3 separate regions of the Sus scrofa genome follow, and all the other regions are linked to region 2. Evidence: chromatin contacts called from public Hi-C and HiChIP or PLAC-seq data. All regions are on one chromosome and are shown on one strand. Each heading gives the region's core, a stretch centred on a gene start, on an enhancer-like site or on the middle of the called end of the contact. The rest is flanking DNA. Distances are from core to core; before and after follow the strand shown.

The links. A called contact is a pair of places that touch in the nucleus more often than the background predicts. HiChIP or PLAC-seq counts read pairs in DNA pulled down with a chosen protein or histone mark.
Region 1: a Hi-C map of liver shows a contact between it and region 2, with 6 times the contacts expected there. The contact joins two enhancer-like sites. A contact is called at or near these places in 2 of 47 Hi-C or Micro-C datasets (heart right ventricle and liver).
Region 3: a contact with region 2 is called in an H3K27ac HiChIP or PLAC-seq map of alveolar macrophages. The contact joins two enhancer-like sites. A contact is called at or near these places in 1 of 47 Hi-C or Micro-C datasets (embryonic fibroblasts) and 1 of 2 datasets of contacts at active chromatin or transcription factors (alveolar macrophages).

What each region holds. Positions count from the first base shown.
Region 1 is chr2:76,373,334-76,376,612 of Sscrofa11.1, forward strand. The region is part of intron 7 of DOT1L (histone-lysine N-methyltransferase, H3 lysine-79 specific); the gene reads left to right. Among named protein-coding and RNA genes, the nearest start is that of SF3A2, 30 kb to the right of the region's middle. Within about 2 kb of position 1,703, at least 25 of the 83 cell types and tissues checked have an H3K27ac peak or open chromatin away from gene starts, as enhancers often do. A contact at or near this core is called in liver, where this site is marked.
Region 2 is chr2:76,502,869-76,506,301 of Sscrofa11.1, forward strand. No RefSeq gene overlaps it. Among named protein-coding and RNA genes, the nearest start is that of MKNK2, 5.7 kb to the right of the region's middle. Within about 2 kb of position 1,718, at least 75 of the 83 cell types and tissues checked have an H3K27ac peak or open chromatin away from gene starts, as enhancers often do. A contact at or near this core is called in alveolar macrophages, embryonic fibroblasts and liver, where this site is marked.
Region 3 is chr2:76,341,523-76,345,277 of Sscrofa11.1, forward strand. The region is part of intron 1 of DOT1L (histone-lysine N-methyltransferase, H3 lysine-79 specific); the gene reads left to right. Among named protein-coding and RNA genes, the nearest start is that of DOT1L, 3.9 kb to the left of the region's middle. Within about 2 kb of position 1,574, at least 30 of the 83 cell types and tissues checked have an H3K27ac peak or open chromatin away from gene starts, as enhancers often do. A contact at or near this core is called in alveolar macrophages and embryonic fibroblasts, where this site is marked.

The sequences.
Region 1 (3,279 bases), core at 453-2,952, 130 kb before region 2:
ATGCAGGATCCAAGCCACATCTGTGACCTATGCTGCAGCTTGTGCTAATACCGGATCCTTAGCCACTGAGAGAGGCCATGGATTGAACCCACATCCTAATGGATTCTAGTCAGGTTCTTAGCCTCCTGAGCCACATCAGAAACTCTGATCCTGTTGCCTTTGAACATGTCTTCCCATTCTCCACCCTTTCCTTTCTTGTCTTACTGTGTTAGCTGGAGTGTGGACAAGCGTGGCAAGAGGGCAAGGCCTAGAGTTTCTTGCCATGAATGTGATGTTAGCTTTGGGTATTTTTGTGGATGTTCTCTTTCACATTGACAGAGTGCTTCTCTATTCTTGTTTTTCTGGAAATTTTTATCTTGTGTTCATGCTGTTTGTGTATTTGTCAACATGATGGTGCAATTTTATTCTTTGGCCTTTTGATGTGAGGAGCACGGAGGTTGAGCCAGCCCTCTGCTTCTGGGATCAATCCTACTTAGTCCTATGGTATATAGTTCCTTCATGCATTGTCGAGTTTGGGGTTTGATCCTATTTTGTCGAGGGGATTTGCACCCCTGAGGGGACCAGTTTTTGGTTTTCCTTTCTTTCGATGTCTCGATCTTGTGCCAGGGTGGTGCTGGTGCATAACTTCTCCTCTGCTTTTTTTGCAGCAGGACTTGCACATCCACAGCACAAACCCAGAACCCCTTCCTTGCTGCTCGTGGAATTTCTTGAAGATTCTCTACCCTCCATGGAAAGTGAAGGGGTGTATCCTCTGGCCCCCACATGTCCCTCCCACATCTGAAGACCTCTGGCATTCCTTGTTCAGGCTGAGGGCAGTCAGTCCCATTGGTTTGTTTCCAGGAACCTTCCTTCTTGCACCAGATCCACCAGTATGCTGCTGAGAGTTCCTGGGCAGCATACCATATTCCTGAGACCTCATGACCTAAGACATAGGCTTTTTTTTTTTTTTTTCTTTTTTCCTTTTTAGTGTCACACCTGTGGCATATGAAAGTTCCCAGGCTAGGGGTCAAATTGGAGCTGCAGCTGCCAGCCTACACCACAGCCACAGCAATGCCAGATCCAAGTTGCATCTGTGACCTTTGCCACAGCTTGTGGCAACCCTGGGTCCTTAACCCACTGAGCGAGGCCAGAGATCAAACTCTTGTCCTCATGGATACTAGTCAGGTTCATTACTGCTGAGCCACAATGGGAATTCCAGACATGGGCTTTTACATTGAGAAAGTACCCCTGCCTCTGGTGAGAGGGCCAAGGGTTCGAGCATGTATTGCAAAGTCTGCGTTGGTGCAGGCCCCAGGGATGCCCCCGTCCACCTGCTGCAGCCTCTGCCACTTTCCTTGGAGTGTGTTTTCGGCTGCTGGTGCCTACCCCATGGCTGGAGGGAGAGGTGGCTGCTTGCCCTGGAAGGTTGCCTCTCACTTCTTCCTCCCCTTGGCACTGCCAGGCAGCAACGCCTGGCCCGGTGGTGTCTCCAGGGGTCAGTGGCACATCAGTTGGAGCACTGGCAGGGCTCCCTGCATGGAAACCTTGCTCATCAGCTGCACCGTGGCCCCTACAAAGTGGCTGGAGCAGAGCTCAGCTCAGAGGACACTTGGTTGCGGCCTTGGTGGCCATGTCTGGAGCAGCTGGCTCCAGGCGGCCCTGCTCCAGGCGGGCATAGTGACAGTCCCTGCCGAACACTCAGATTTGGCAGGAGCTTGTGTGCTGGGTCTGGAGGGCCCTCCCTGCGGCTCTGTGTGGCTTGGATCAGGCGCCTGGGCTGGCAGGCGGAGTCCTGTCTCCGTCACTGAGTAACTGAAAAGGGAACGAGGCCAATGGAGCCTAAGAATAGCCCAGCATGCTTTTCCCAGTATCAGAGCTTGTCCCCTCCCTACGCTGGCTTCTGCCGGCATCTGTCACACCTCGGGGCACCCCCTCTGGCTGGAAATACCCGGGTAACCATGTGCTGCTGGCACTTGGTGGTGACCCTGGCACAACAGCAGGTGCCTGTGTCCAGGAAATGCCTCAGGGGAAGGGCCCCGGCCAGGCATCTGGCCAGGGGGTGGCGTGGGCTCCCTCTGGGTGAGGCTGCCCCTCCCAGGAGGCTCGTCCATGGTCGGGTGGTCTGGTACTGCACTGTGTCTGTGTCCCTGAGCTGCTCCTGGGTCAGTAGCACAGTTACAGCCCAGGGCCACCCGTCAGCAGCTCTGGCCCCCCCGTCTCTGGGGTAAGCCACCCTGGTCTCCCTGTAGGAATGGGTGCTTCCTGGAGGCCATGCTCTTTCCCTTGAGATTGGAGTATGTGTTCCGTACAGTGGTGGGTGGTGGCTCAGGAGGACGTCTGTGGTGATGCTGAATGTCCTGGGTGGGGATGTCCCTGTCCTGCTTGTGTCTCCCCGTGGCAAGGACGGCCATGCAGATAGCAGCCCTCTTGCCTGTGCAGGCTGGGGGCGCTCCTTGTCTGTGCTCCCATAGCATTCCTCCTTAGCTGGGGGTCTTGGTTACCTTGAGGTCGGTCACGAGCCCCTGCTGAGGGTTATAGGAAAGCCATGCACATTTTTCTGCTGCTGCTGACTCGGGCACTTTGGCCTCAGTGACTCGGAGCCATCTCAGCCAGTCACCATCATCAGCCAGTACAGGGCTGGCAGGTGAGGATGGGACAGTGGCTGTGTTCTTGCCTTGCTGAACAGTAGCTCTGTGGCTTGACATGGTGTGGCTTGAATGGGGAGCAATAGCAGGCCCAGGAGGGGAGGATCCAGAGACCCTGGAGAGAGAAGTCCCAGGGGAAGAGCCTGACAGGCCCAGGACGCAGCAGGGACAGGACAGCAGAATCAGCAGAGGGAGGAGGCATGGGGTGGGTCCACGGCACCAGACACAGCTTTCAGAGTCCACGGGTGCGCCTAATCTCCCTCAAACGTGACACCACAGCAGAGGTGCAGCCCCCAGGGGGCTCACAGAACCCAGCCCGGGTTCTCACTGGGGCTGGTCATGAAGAGACCCCAGATACTGAGAGGACAGCAGGAGCCTATGTTTGCCAGACGCCCAGGGGCCTTCCAGGGATGCAGCCTCAGGCCTGCAGTGCAAGCTTTTCCCCGTGCAGCGCCTTAAGGATTTGGGACTTGGGTCTGCACCCCAAGCCTGGCTGGGCCATGTACAGGGAGCGATGGCAGGCCCAGGAGGGCAGGATCCAAGAACCCCAGGATGGACCCCGACCAGGGCAGCTCCTGCACACCTTAGGATAGGGTGGTTTCCCTATGCTCTGGAGGGTGACCAACCTGTAGCCATTCCTCCCGGGTGAGGCCTG
Region 2 (3,433 bases), core at 468-2,967:
CTACCACTCCAATTGGACCCCTAGCCTGGGAATCTCCATATGTCACGGGTGCAGCCCTGAAAAGACAAAAAAAAAAAAAAAAAAAAAAAAAAAAAAAAAAAATGCTTAATACTAGTGGTGTGCTTTATCATTTTACTTTATTTTGAACTAGTTTTGGACTTACAGAAAAGTTGCACAAATTGTACTGTGAGGTCCTGGATGCCCTCCGCCCAGTTTCCCCTAAAGCTAACATCTTAAGTCGCCCCAGGAAACAAGGGTCAAACAGGACACCCCAAGTTAGTGGTGTCTCTGCGTGCTGGGGCTGGAAGTGATGGAGGAACAGGAAAGAGGGACACCAGGAAGTAGCTGGGTCCATATCACAAAGCCTAACATGGACTAGGGACCCCACCTAGCTAATTGTCCCCCTCCTCCCCAGATCTCTGGGCCCAGCCTCCCCTCCAGATGCCAGCCTATTGTTTGACACCAACTGTGGCAGAGACTGGGCAGGACCCCAGGCATCTCCACACCTCATAGACCACCCCTGGGGGCACTCCAGGCTTGAGACCCGCAGGGTGCAAGTCAGTAGTTTGGGCAGGGGCTTGCCTGTGTGTGTGTCTGTGTGTGTATTTGTGTGACTTTTGCTGCTGTCTACTCCCAGGATCAGCCACTGTGACTTCTTACCCCTGATTACTGTTTCATTGACCTGGGCCACCTGATAGCAGAGAAGAGGGCCCATTTAGAGTGGGTACATTACGGCTGTGGCCATTGCCGCCCAGAGTCCACAGGAAACAGTCCCTCACCACCAATCGCCTTTGCTTTCTGCTATCGGAACCGAGGGCTATTGGGGACAGTGCCAGGACACTGGGACTTGAGGACAGGAACCAACCTCCTGGACCTACAGACGGAGATAGAGTCCTCCTAAGGGATGTTCCCTGGACCCTGGGGAGTAGTGATTCCAGGGGCCCAGGCCTGGGGACAAATCCGGCCCCCCGGTGCCTAACGGTCTTTTGAGGGGCGCGCTCGCCCTAAAGCTGCAGGGTGTGGGTCATCCTCAGAGGTGGGGCGAGGGGGTGGCTGCGGGGCCCTTTCCTAAGAACTGAGAGCTCTGAATGCGACGCCCCCGTGCCCCTGGGTAAACTGAGGCTCAGGGAGACCTGCGGACCCCTTACCGCTTGGTTGTGCGCCAATACGGTGAGACGCTCGTGGTTCCTTTAAAGGGGCGTGATCCTCCTAGTGTGGCCTCGACTACAACAACCTCATTGGCAGGAGAGCAGCCCCCCCCCCAGGTCACGCCCCACACATTCAGTCTCTGGAATTCTATTGGCCCAGGGCCAAGGCCCCACCTCCCACTCCCTGAGAGCCGGGGCGCTGTGCCTAGTTCGGTGACGCAAACGCGTTGCTCTGGTAACTCTTCCCGCCTCGGGGCCTAGGGGCCCAGCGCGTGAACCAGGGCGCAGGCGCGGCCACCCGGATACCCAGGGCACCCGGCCCAGGACCTGCAGTCCACCGTGTCCCCGCCACCGACCCCCGCCGACCGCCAGCACAGAGCAATGGGCGAAAGTCTCCCTGGGCAGCCCCGCTACGCGGTTGAGGAAGAAGCACCCAGGGAAGGCATGCCTGGCGGGGGTCACGGCGTGGGAACTGGGCTGGGCGCCTCTGGCGTCCCGCTGCAGAGGGCGGGGAGGGTTCAAAGGCGCCAGGTCACACGCCCGGCAGCAGATCGGCTGGAGCGTTTAGCAGCACAAGCAAATCCAACCCCGGGGGAGGACATTCCTGGAGCCTGGTCCCTGCGCCAGCCCCGTAGTCAGACAGAACACCGCCGCCCCCTTCCCGCCTCCCGCCGCAGTGGCCTCTGGGGCCTCCAGCAGGTCAGCAGAACTGGGCCCAGGAGTCCAGGCTGCGAGGTCTATGGGCCCCCTGAACACATCGATCCTGACCCCAGACCCATCAGAATCCCTGGTCAGGAAGCAGGAGTCAGTTGGCCTCCCCCCCGCCCCGCCCTGATTGGACTTGCCTCATTTTGCTCATCTGCTAAATGGGAACTCTAGGTTACTGCGGATATTAGTGCCTGTAATGAGCCTCCTAGGGACACCATAAAAAGTTACCATAGATTTAGGTGTTCAAAATGATAGAACTTTATTCTCTGACAGTCCTAGAGGTCAAAAGTTTCAGAGGGCAAACCCAGATGTGGTCAGGGCTGGTCCTTCTGTAGACTCCAGGGGAGAGTCAGTTCCTACATCTTCTGCTTCTAGAGGCACTTCATCCCTGGCCTGAGGCCCCTTCCTCCATCCTCACAGTCAGCAGCCTGGCATTTCCCTTCTTTGCCTTTGACACCCCACCCCCCGCCTTCCTCTTATAAGGACCCTGTGGTGACACTGCCCACCTCCCTAATCCAGATCATCCCCATCTCACAGCCCTTAATCTCATTTGCAAAGAAGGCTGCCTCATAAGATTTTATATCCACAGTTTCTGGGGAAAGCCCTTCCAACTCTCCTCAAAACTAAGGGCTCACGTTTGTGATGCCTGGGTCACTGCTGGGGAGTAGGTCAGCTGGGAGTGGGCGACCTGGCTCCCCAGAGAGCCACCTTGGTGTCCACTGCCTTGGACCACGGGGCAGAAAGAAAATGGGACAAAAAGCAAGTGCCCTGTCCCCGATCACTGGGGCAGAGTGGTGGCCTTTGGCCATCTGTTGGGCCAGCACTGCTCAGCCTGCAACCACGCCCCCAACCCTCCCTTGGGGACTTTCACTGATTGACCCCTGGGAGGCTCCACAGCACCCCCACTCCCCTCCAGGCTGCCATCACAGCAGGACGGGCCCCACAGCTGCCAAAACACCCACATCCAGGAAGGCAGGCCAGCTCTCAGAGCTGCTGGCCACACCCGCCCCTGCTTTCCTTTCTCCCTGCCCTCTCCCCACCCCCAAAGAGGACAGCGGGCCTGGCTCTGTCCCCAGGACTGCTGAGCCATTGGAATGGAGCAGGCTGTGAGTCAGCCAGTAGGAAGGGACACTTACAGCCACTTGCATCAGATGTTCCTGCTGCCGGGCCCCACGTCCAGAGGCCCCAGCCCAGCAGTGATGATCCTGCCTGTCACCCTCCCTTATCTGGGGGATGGATAAGACCTGGGGCTTGTGGTTCCTGTCCCTGGGGATCCAGACAGGTGGGAACATGCAGAGGGGGTATAGGCCAGGCTGTGTGCCAGCCCAGGAGTCTAAATCCACCTGCTTATGCCCAGAGTCACCCCAACCCCAAGTGCCTGATCCCAGCACCAGCTCCACAGGGCCAGCCCCAAGCATGGGATTTCAGATAAACAACAGAATTTCAGATAAGCAATGAATAATTGTTTGGCATATGTTTGTGCCTGAGATATGCTTATACATGGGAATTATACTGAAAAGTTTTTTATTCCTTAGCTGAAATTCAAATTTGACTTCGAGAATTCCTGTTGTTGTTCA
Region 3 (3,755 bases), core at 324-2,823, 160 kb before region 2:
AGGTTTCCATGTGAACTTGGATATTCACCTCACTTGGGAAAACACTCGGGAGTGGGACTGGGGTCTTGGCTCTTCGTATGTTTAATAAAAACACTTGGGCATCTTAGAAATTGCTATGTTTGGGAGTTCCCGTCGTGGCTCAGTGGTTAATGAATCCGACTAGGAACCAAGAGGTTGTGGGTTCGATCCCTGGCCTTGCTCAGTGGGTTAAGGATCTGACGTTGCCGTGAGCTGTGGCGTAGGTTGCAGACGCAGCTCAGATCCTGCATTGCTGTGGCTCTGGTGTAGGCTGGTGGCTACAGCTCTGGTTCAACCCCTAGCCTGGGAACCTCCATATGCCGCGGGACCGGCCCAAGAAATGGCAAAAAGACAAAAAAAAAAAAAAAATTGCTACATTGAGTATTGGAAGCGTTTAGAAAGCCACAATGGCGCAGCACTCAGGCACTTGAAACTAAGATGAAGTTCATCTGGAGGTGGTCGTGTTGTCCCCATCACCAACTTTTATTTGGGGCAGAGCAAAGCCACAGAGATTTGTAACTCTTGTAAATAAGGCCTCGTGTATCCAGGCCCTGGTTGGGACCTGGCTTTCTGGTGGCAGGTGGTTCTGAAGTGGAGAGTGTCTTTCCACTGTTGGCCGGGGCCTTTCTTGGCAGGGTGTGGGTGTGCGCTGCTTGCCTGATGCTCCACCTGACGTCAGCAGCCATTCCTGCTGTGGCTGTTTCACTACCAGGCCGGTGGTCACAAGGACCCCGTGAAGTGCTTAGTGAGCCACAACCTTCCTCAGGCTTTATGGTGACATCTGCTACCCTTCTATGTCCCCCCTGAGGAATCTTGCTTTCTCACGGGAAATGAGATGGCAGTGCTTTTTAAGAGTTCCTATTTTATGATGACTTGGTGATGAATACGTTAAGAAAATGGGCTACTTTCAGAAGCTCGACTTTTCAGAAGGTCAGATTACTCATGTGACCACACTTTTGAAATGACTGAGCTTGTTTGTTCATTGATTCATTCATTCTCCAAGTACCTCCCGAATAATTCACTGTGTTCCAGGGGACACAGAGGGTAGTAGACAATATTCTTAATCTCAAGAAACACAAACAAAGGATGGCTGGGAGGTAATCTATAAACATAGACGTCCAGTAGAGGTGTATTGTCAGGCATATATCTGCTGAGGTCCCAGAGGGAGGGGCTGGAGGAGGTGTGGGTGGCTTCTCTGAGGAGGGGACATCCACAGGGGGAAGTACAAGCAACCACAACCGTCCACACATGGAAATGTCCAGCCTTGAAAACGGGCTTAAGCTCAGTTGACAAATAGGAGGGCGGGGGTATCGAGCGGGACTTGTTCCATCTGTGGCCGCGGGTTCCCTAATATCGACTTATAGCTCATGGTGGCATTTCTAAAGCAGGACGGCCCTTCTTTTGGTGCAAAAACGGAGTCTCAGCTCAGAGGGAGCAGGTGGTCTGGGCGAGAGCCTGCTAGGGTGTGCAGTGGTCCTTCCCTCTGTGACTCACCCAGGCTGTGGGTGTGGAACAGCCCAGGGTGACTGTCCCCGCCCCCGGCTTCCTCCTGAGAGCCCACGAGTCTCTGATGAATGCCCGCTGAGCAGTCATGCCCTTAACTCGGCTGTGAGTAGTAGCTGAAGTGGGCGGCTGGCCGAGTGAGCCATCCCTCCCTGTGACTCACGGAGTATTTTCTGATCTTACCTCTGCTGTGAGTCCTGCCTAATCCATCTAAGGTACAAGGCAGATTAACCCTTTGATGGCTTTCTTTGGGTGAAGTAGCCACCTTAAAAGAGGAAAGGATAGTCAGAAAAGTCCGGTGTGTGTGGCTCTTAGCTTTGGTCCCCCAAGAGCCAACTGCCAGTACTCAGGAACTGTGTACTGTTCCTGGTGGGGGGAGCCTGAGGCAGCCAGAACTTTGGATGTGTATTAGGGGAGGAGGTGACAGAGCTACAGGGGGCCTGCCCCCACCAGTCTCTCTTTTTTTTTCTTTCTTTTCTTTTTTTGTCTTTTTCTCTTTTTAGGGTCGCATCCACAGCACATGGAGGTTCCCAAGCTAGGGGTCTAATCAGAGCTACAGCTGCCAACCTACACCACAGCCACAGCAACGACAGATCCTTAACCCACTGAGCAAGGTCAGGGATCGAACCCACAACCTTATGGTTCCTAGTCGGATTTGTTTCCACTATGCCATGATGGGAACTCCTCTTTTATTTCTTAATTAAACTTTTAATTTTGAGGTAATCATAGATTCTTGCTCAGCTATAAGAAATAACAGAGACATCCTGTGTTCTCTTTACTCAGCTTCTCCCAGTGGTGGTACCTTACAAAACTACATGATGATATAATTGGTTTTGGCATAGTCGAGATAGAGTGTTTTGGGGTCCACTTTTTGTGTGCGTGTGTGCCCTTGGCATGCGGAAGTTCCTGAGCCAAGGATTGAACCTGCACCACAGCAGTGACCCATGCTGCTGCAGTGACAATGCCAGATCCTTAACCACTGAGCCACCAGGGAACTCCAGGGGTCCATCTTTGGATGCAGGGACCCACATGAGACACCAGCACGGCCTCAATGAACACTCGGGGTATTGCTCAATGCCACAGGCCTGAGAGACCTGGCTGGTGGGAACAGGAGGAACAGCTTGGAGAGACAGAGAAGGTGCCAAAGAGGCTTCCAGGCATCACCCTGAGGTGGAAAAAGGAACATGACTGTCATCCTATAGCCAAGGAGACAAGGCACAGGCACTGGGGAATACCGAGCAACAGGACCCCTAGGAGACAGAAAACAAGAAGGGGGGAGAGGGGTTTCCTGTGTTGCCCCTCAGTGCCTCCCTCATCACCCGCCTTTGCTCCATCCTATAAACCCGTGAGAGGGAAACTTCTGGATGAAATATAAGGTTGTTATTAAAATAGCAAACTGGGGAGTTCCCGCCGTGGCTCAGCGGTTTATGAATCTGACTAGCATCCATGAGGATGAGGGTTCGATCCCTGGCCTCGCTCAGTGGGTTAAGGATCCGGCGTTGCTGTGAACTGTGATGTAGGTCGCAGATGCAGCTCAGATCTGGCACACTGGCAGCTACAGCTCCACCTGGACCCCTAGCCTAGGAACCTCCATATGCTGCGTGTGTGGCACTAAAAAGACAAAAAAAAATTTAGCAAACTGGGAGTTTCCTGGTGGTGCAGCAGCTTAAGGATCCAGTGTTGTCGCTGCTGTGGCAAGGGTTCAATATGTGGCCTGGGAACTTCCACATGCCACAAGTACGGCCAAAAAAAAAGCAAACTTACTCTACTGAGTTTTGAGATGTTTAAGTAGATTCAGACTGTGATGTTACATCCCTTAATGGAGGTTCACGTTACACATTTCCTCTCCTCAGAGCTGAGGCATGTGTGATCGTGGGGGAAAGGCGCTGTGTATTGAGCAGCCCTGAGCAGCTGTGTTGGTCTTCGGAGTGTGCCTCAGGCAGCAGGAAAGCTTTCCATCCAGGTCTGGGGGTGGGCACGGGGCTGGCAGGGCAGGGCTGTATGAGGGATACCAACCCTGCCAGAGCTGTTCTGTGTCTGAACTTGCAAGTCAGCATTTAAAACTTTAAGAGGATTTTAGACTTTCTGCAAAAACAGCGTGGTGTCCCTCCACACCCTCTGTCAGCCTCCAAGGGTGCCCTAATCAAAGCTGGGCAGTCACCCTGGAATAGTATCAGGGATTCAGCCACTCCATGTCCCTGTCTGCTCTGGGACCCAGTCTGGGGTCCCCCATG